Linked DNA regions of Hordeum vulgare: region 2 is linked to region 1. A link is a contact called in public HiChIP or PLAC-seq data. All regions are on one chromosome and are shown on one strand. The core of a region is the stretch at or near the end of the contact, and the rest is flanking DNA. Distances in the headings are between cores, read along the strand shown. Region 1 holds the start of LOC123430816 (FCS-Like Zinc finger 3-like). Region 2 holds the start of LOC123427858 (FCS-Like Zinc finger 1-like).

The links. HiChIP or PLAC-seq counts read pairs in DNA pulled down with a chosen protein or histone mark.
Region 2: an H3K4me3 HiChIP or PLAC-seq map of embryo shows a contact between it and region 1, with 3 times the contacts expected there. The contact joins the promoter of LOC123427858 here to the promoter of LOC123430816 in region 1. A contact is called at or near these places in 2 of 6 Hi-C or Micro-C datasets (leaf and seedling) and 1 of 1 datasets of contacts at active chromatin or transcription factors (embryo).

Annotation. Positions count from the first base shown.
Region 1 is chr2H:615,880,474-615,884,039 of MorexV3_pseudomolecules_assembly, forward strand. LOC123430816 (FCS-Like Zinc finger 3-like) reads right to left here and starts at 1,942. Exons shown (of 2, transcript XM_045114654.1): 1 at 1,628-1,942; 2 at 1,089-1,524. The coding sequence starts at 1,839. The coding sequence ends at 1,365.
Region 2 is chr2H:616,038,890-616,042,455 of MorexV3_pseudomolecules_assembly, forward strand. LOC123427858 (FCS-Like Zinc finger 1-like) reads right to left here and starts at 1,804. Exons shown (of 1, transcript XM_045111993.1): 1 at 887-1,804. The coding sequence starts at 1,618. The coding sequence ends at 1,328.

The sequences.
Region 1 (3,566 bases), core at 692-3,191:
CCCCGAAAGATCAAGGTATAGTTTAGCTTATGAATTTTTTATGGATGCATCGGAATCTACAAGATCATCACGTGCACATGTAATTACTTAATGTTTTGGGGAAGCATACAGACCTATAATGAAAATAATAATAAAAGATAATTGATTGTGCACATTAAATAAATTTAATGTATATGATATTTTTATTCGATACCAACATTTATTATTTATGTATGACATTAATTTATGTGATCGACGTTTATGATTTTACATAGATTTAAAAATACGAATATAAAATATACACATGCAGGAGCAACATACGTGGGGCCGGATAAGGCCCGAGTTGCTCCGTCCGGCTGTAGACGCTACCGTATGTTGACGGTGATGTGCGCAGGGTATGAGGTCTGTCAGCTGGGTCACTCTGGAAACATGGACGGTATTGGTATTTGTACTGTATGTGTTACACGTACGAGTTTGTTTGTCGTTTTCTTACGGCGGCATATGACGGATGGGCCTGGCACGTAAACGTAAGGTGTACCCCGGAGGACCACCAGAGCCAGGCAGCCTTTTGACGAGAGAAATGGCGGATGAAATCACCGGCTGTTTGGCCGAAAGACAAGATCTTTAATTTCTTTATTAGTCATGTACAGTATATGTGGAACTTTATCACTCATGTTGAGCACATTGCCTCTTTGCTTTTCTTGCTGAAGCGAACGTCTACATTTCGTTCACGTCCAATCCATCATTTCGTCACTAATTAAGTAACGGAAGGGAATCATTTGTTTTGTCTCCAGAGTTCCCAAGTTACCCCCCTCTGCCCAACTAGTAGAAACGAACAGGACCGTTGGTTGGATGGGTCTCTGCCTCTGCTGTATGCACACACAGACACAGTAGAAGGCAACGGCCTCCAATATTATTCAATTTTTATAACAGTAACGGCCTTAATTTCCCATAATACAGCAACAGAGGCGATCATGTTCGTGGGCCAAAACGAATAAAGCTCAATTATAAATCTTACTAATACTGCGTCCACTGTTATGGGTGGAAGCATGCATCCGTGCGAGTATATGTATGGAACAATAGAAAAGACCCCAAGAACACAGCTGAACTGATGAGAAAATTGAGAGAGCTTCTGTTATGCCTCTCCCTTTCTTTCATATCGACAGATTATAGTACACCTTACGCGACGCAAGAACAAAAAACCAGTGATAATCCACCCACAAAACAAACTCTTCTTCTCCATCTTCGGAGATCGCTGCGGTTCAGGGGACGGCATAAGATCTGGACCTGGACCGCCCAACTCATCGTCGAGCTTTTGTTCACGAACTGCTTGCTAAAAAGATGAAAATCCTACGCTCGGCTTGGTCGCCGGAAAACCGCCCTGGCTACCACGCCCACACCGGGATCCTCGGGGTGCTCTGCTTCCGCTGCTGCCTCTGCCGCTGCTCCTCCGCCCTCCCGGTCTGATTCGACCGCTTCTCCCTCGCCTCGTCGATCTCGATCTGCTCCTGCCTGCACTCCTCGCTGCAGAAGGGCGTGTCACCTCTGCAAGAGAAATCAACCAAGCCACCATCAGAGACAATTCTTGGGCGGAGGTAATCCAAAAGGAGGGATCATGGAGGGTAGGATGTTGGTAGCGTGTATTCACCTGTACATGAAGATGTCTTTGTTCTCGGCGAGGAGCTTCCGGCAGCTGAAGCAGATGTCCAGGTAGTGGTGGCGGCCGAGGAGCTCGTCGGCGTCGTCGCAGGGGTCGCAGAAGAGCCGGCCAGGCCCGGGCTTCCTCGGCGAGGACGCCGGCTTGATGGGCGAGACGGAGTGGCTGAGGCAGCCGGCCTCGAGGTCACCGTAGATTTCCATGGAGATCGATGGGGTTGTAGTTTCCTTCTGCAAGCTGGTAATGCTTCTCTTTCTTTTCAGCTACTAGTAGGAATGAGTGAAGGGAGTGGGGGAGGAGAGAAGAGAAGCGAGACATCCCCTTATATTAGGGAGGGTGGTGTGCTTTTCACTTTGGCCCTCTGTGTTAGATGAAATTACGCTTAGCACTCAAGATGTTGAGCAAGGTTGCTCCCGTTGTATTTTTTGGATGTTTATTTGCTAAACTTTGTGAGTTTGTACTTGGGCGAGATAAACAATAAAGTTGCCGTTTCCCAGCACCCCCCCCCCCCCCAAAAAAAGGATTGCATTGTTATTTTTTTATGATTGGCTAGTCATGAGACATTTTCTACATTGTATACTACAAAAATGATTCTCAACACGTTCAAGAAACTGCCAAACTAGTTTTTACAAGACTGGTTTGCATAGGGCGTCAGGTACATTGTTTTATAGTTGTACACTTTTAATTGCCTTCTCTTAAAATTGTCAAGAATGGTGGTGTTCGAATGCCTGAAAATAGGTCATGCATGCTCTACATGGTTCCGAGTTTTGCTGTTTCGCGGCCAAATATTTCTCGCACCATTCGTTTACGACAACAAAAAAAGTTTGAGATGTTCCTCACATGTGCTTAACCTACCCATTGACTAAGCACCATCAAACAAGGTTATTTCGGTCTTTCTCCCGCCATTAGCCGTTGCTAGTGAACGTTAATAATTGGGTCTCATTGGCACACGCAATAATGCATGACCATAGGTGCCAAGCTACATATATGGCGAACGCAGCGCGAGTGGGATGCAAAGATATTATTTCCTTGATAAAATCACCCCCAGTTGCAAGAGACTTTTTCTTTTGGACCCACAGCACATACCACCACCGGGCCACTAGCACAAATCCTTCCTCTAGAAGGGGTCCTACGCACGCACACAGTAAGCAAGCTGCAACTGCAAAGGCCGCAAGCTGGCTCGCCGAACGGCCAAATCAAAACCGGGGCGCGGGGTGGTGGTCCATGGCCGCACTACTGATGCACTATTCCGGCGAGCAGAATCATGAGTCAGCAGTGTCGACAAACCGTCCGATATTTATTCGTTTCTCCGCTTCTTTCTCTCAAGTTGGAGCAGCTTTGTAACATGTCACGTCCGATTATTCGAGGGATCAGTGAAACAACTCCGGTTTTTGTGGTTCAGCAGCTGGTTGGCTCCATGGATTTAACATAAACTAGACTGAACCGGTCGATGGGGAAACAGGGGCGGAGTAGGTGCGGCTGCCTGATTTCACGACAATCCACCTCCTACTCGGCTTGACACCACGAGGGGCCTGCGAACTGCGATGAGAAGCTCGGTTTACTTTAAACAAACCAACACTTCTGTGATCTGATCTCATGCGAGGCCTGCCCATCGTTCTCCACGCATCTTGTAGTCTCCGTCGACTAGGATGATGTGTCGCGTGCGGTGTGTCGTTGATGGCGCGTGCCACCTTTAAGCGTGCCATGCAACTTGGGGGCGGATAAAGTGTGCGCTAAACTAAAGCAGTTGATGCATGCATGGTTCCATGGGAATATCTAGCGTTGCTGAAAGATGGGCACGGGGTACCGGGTGATGAGTGGCACTCAACACCAACAACCCAGCAAACTATCTTTGTTACAAACATAGGATATTTTGGATCTGCCAAGTGCCAACGACACGTTAATTAGCATGGCCTCAAGCATGCTATAT
Region 2 (3,566 bases), core at 554-3,053, 160 kb after region 1:
TAGCCGAACAGGGGAAATGATAAACGGAATGCCTCTTTTCCTCACCTGATTCCGGTGAACTTTGTGATGGATCACTGCCAGATCCTGCAAGAACCACCGGAGAGGCACCATGCCCTTGCGGTACATCTACATCCACATTAGCACGGCTGTCCCAAGAACTCGCCGCCCTCGTCCCGGGCTCAATCCCTGAAGATACTGACATTGACACTATTCAGATCAGATGGATGGGAGATGCAGTGAGGAATCAGAAGAAACTCAGGGACCTCAAGGATGGACGATTCTTGGTCGACTCGCCCCACCTTCGGCCTCGTCGCGTGCGCGATTATTCTCCGGTACCGAGGAAACCCCACTAAGATGCATCGATGTGTAGGGATCCGCATGGCGGCTCTCCTGCATGTAGTGGAGGTGGAGGCCACCGGCGACTGAGATGGGGACGCGGTGGGCGGCGGCGGCGACAGAGATGGGGGACACGGCGGGCGGCGAGGGGGAGGAGGAGGCGGAGTTGGACGCGGAGGCGACGGCGAAGGTGCAGGCCAGGGCGACTGGCTCCCGTTAATTATTCCTAAATTTCTGTACTTGATTGGCTCCTTTTTTTACGTGCAGGTGCAACAGTTTTTCGCTGTAGGAGGAGGTGGAGCACGGTCAGCCTTAGTTAATTTGGTAAATGCATAAGGTGGTGGTGCATGGATGGTGGAAGACCGTTAGAGTATAATTTGTTGTCTAATTGTATGGTGGTGATTGATGTTTGTTTTTATGACGGTAATAGTTGTGTGTACTTAGAAAAGTTTTTGTTTAATCTTTTATTAGTAGTATAGATATACTTTCACTCAGCGATAATTAAGCGTCGATAGTGAATCGGAAACTGCAAGAGAGACCCGGTTAGAAGTTAAAACAAAATGTGAATCATGTTTGATTGATTTTCTTCAGATCCATGGCCTTCTTTATTTCGTTTCGAACCAAATCAATTCATCGGCACGGCACAGACCGATGGAGAACAAGTACAGATTTCCTCCCATCCGGGCAGCTTAATTAGCTTGCCATGGACACATGCGGGAAGGCTACAGGCACCTATGCTTCGTGCCGCCTGATGCAGCCCTGCCTGCCTGGCTGCCTTGCCTCTCGTAGGCGGCGGCAACCTTCATCTGGTTCTGGTACCTCCACCGGTCCATGCTAGAGCACCGGCCGGCGAGATGGAGACATCAGATCACAGGCCTCCCAAGAGATTTCGATGGTTCTTCAGAATACAGATGTTGTTTTCTTCAGAATCCAGGTCTTGTCGAGTGAAACAAAACTTTCGTCGCCCACGCGGTACGGCCAGGCCGTCCGCTTAGCTCGCGACGGGCACCTTCCTGGACCGCCGCTGCCCACGGTGGGACTCCGTCTCCGCCGAGAACCGCTGCTGCCTCCGCGCGGCCTGCCTGGCGCAGACGGCGTCGAGGTGCATCTGCTCCTGGCGGCACTCCTCGCTGCAGAAGGGCGTGTCCCCTCTGTACATGAAGACGTCGCTGTCGCGCGCCAGCGGCTTGGCGCAGAGCGCGCACGCGTCCATCGCCGGCATGCCGGGCTCGCCAAGCAGCTCGGCATCGAAGAAGAAGGAGCAGGCCACTGATGCCGCCATTGTATGTGTGTATGTGCAGGTGGCTTTCGAGAGCAAGATGCTGAGCAGAGCAGAGCCTGGTGGTGTGCTCGCTTTGCTGATTTTGGTGCTGCTGCTGCGGATGAGGGAGGACGAAGGAAGCGAGCGAGTTGGATGAAGAAGAGGGGAAAGGCTCTGGGTATATATGGTGCGTGGGGGCGGACACGGCAAGGCCGTCGGCAAACTGTGGTCCGGCGTGCGGTCGGGCGCGCCCACGGGTCGGGGCAATACCGCGCGCCTTGCGCTCGGCTCCACCGAGACGAAAACGACGGCGATCGTGATGTGCCCGTGAAGAGGTCCCCATTGATCAAAGGAGACATCGGTCTTGAACGTCTGAGTTGATCTAAAGTTGTGATATTTTGTGAAGGCTAGAACTGTAGCCGTATTTGCATACTCTCGAAAAATAAAACAATTACCAACGAGCTTTACAAAAGTTCCTAAGTTCGAGGACCTCTTTTTAGGAGGAGCTTTTGGAAAATGTGAAGCTTAGGTCATGCAACTCGTTTCTTTTTTAAAGTCTATACACTTCGTCATTGAGTCTACAGCCGATTTGTAAACCGTCGGCTTCTACAAAGACTCGTGCCGTATCGTTCGCGGTACAATACAAATACATCCTTCGCTTTTGTGTATTCGAAAGTCTATACTCAAGCCGTGTTCGGATTACCTCCACTCCACTCCGGGAGCAGGTAGAGTTAGGTGGAGTTACAGTAGAAAAACGAGGAGCATCTGTTTCGTAGCTCCGCAGCTTCGGGGATTTCACGGAGTGGGTGAAATTCCGAACAGGGTCTAGCTTACAAAAAAAAAGATAGAGTCTATACTCATTGCATAAGGATTCCTCGTGCCTCCTCTAGTCGGAAACTTGGGCATCAATACATTCCGGCTGTACTTGTGTAAGATTGGACAGCTTTGCTTAAACTAGTGTCGACGCTTAGTGCTGATAATTAGCGCGCCAGGCCTTTTGCCAACATACGAGACAGGTGCCCCACATGGTTAGCCCACGCCAATAATAGACACAAATGCCTGTCGTGCAGTGTACTGTATGTTAAAAAATTTATCAAACACGAGATGAAGAAAAGAAAATAAACAACAAAATAAAAATCTGGATGTCCTCTCTTTGAGTTAGTGTCATCAACTCATCATGCTTGAGCTGTGGTGCACCCGTGCGACCGTGCATGCACGCCACAGCAGCAACTTGTCAACAGTGGAGTCGCGCCCACACTTGCACATCTTGTCTACGCTCGGCCCGTGACCCACTCAAGCGCGTGCACCAGCTTGTGGCAGATGCTATCAATGCCTGCAGCCATTTGCAATCTACTCCCTCCGTTCTTAAATATAAGTCTTTTAAAAGGTTTTACTAGAGAGACTACATATAGATGTATATAGACATATTTTAGAGTATATAGATTTATTTATTTTGCTTCGTATGTAGTCATTTAATAAAATTTCTAAAAAAATCTTTATATTTAGGAACGGAGGGGGTAAAAAACTTCAGGCTGGTAAACCGTCAAGATGCTCTATTTTAAAGTCATGCAACTCGTTTCCTTTTTAAAGTCTATACAGTTCGTCATTGAGTCTACAGCCGATATGTAAACCGTCGGCTTCTACTAGACTGGTACCATATCGTTTGGGGTACAATACAAATACATCCTGCTAGATGAAAACGAGAGATGCTGCCAGGCAGTTGCAGTTGCATTGCGGTTGAGCGTTGAACGGATCAACTCATGACCTGGCACTCACCTCGCAGTCCACCGTTCTTTTCTGCTGGCAGTTTGTTTTTTCAGCTTCCTCGAGTAACACTGACGCATCGGACGCTTCAGTTAGTGCTGATAAATGTGTTGCTGGCACGCAGGTGGGCGATCCCTTGAAAGTTTCCGCGGTGGACCGCTGATCATTGGAGCGCCGACCACTGCGGAGTGTGGAGTACGAGCAA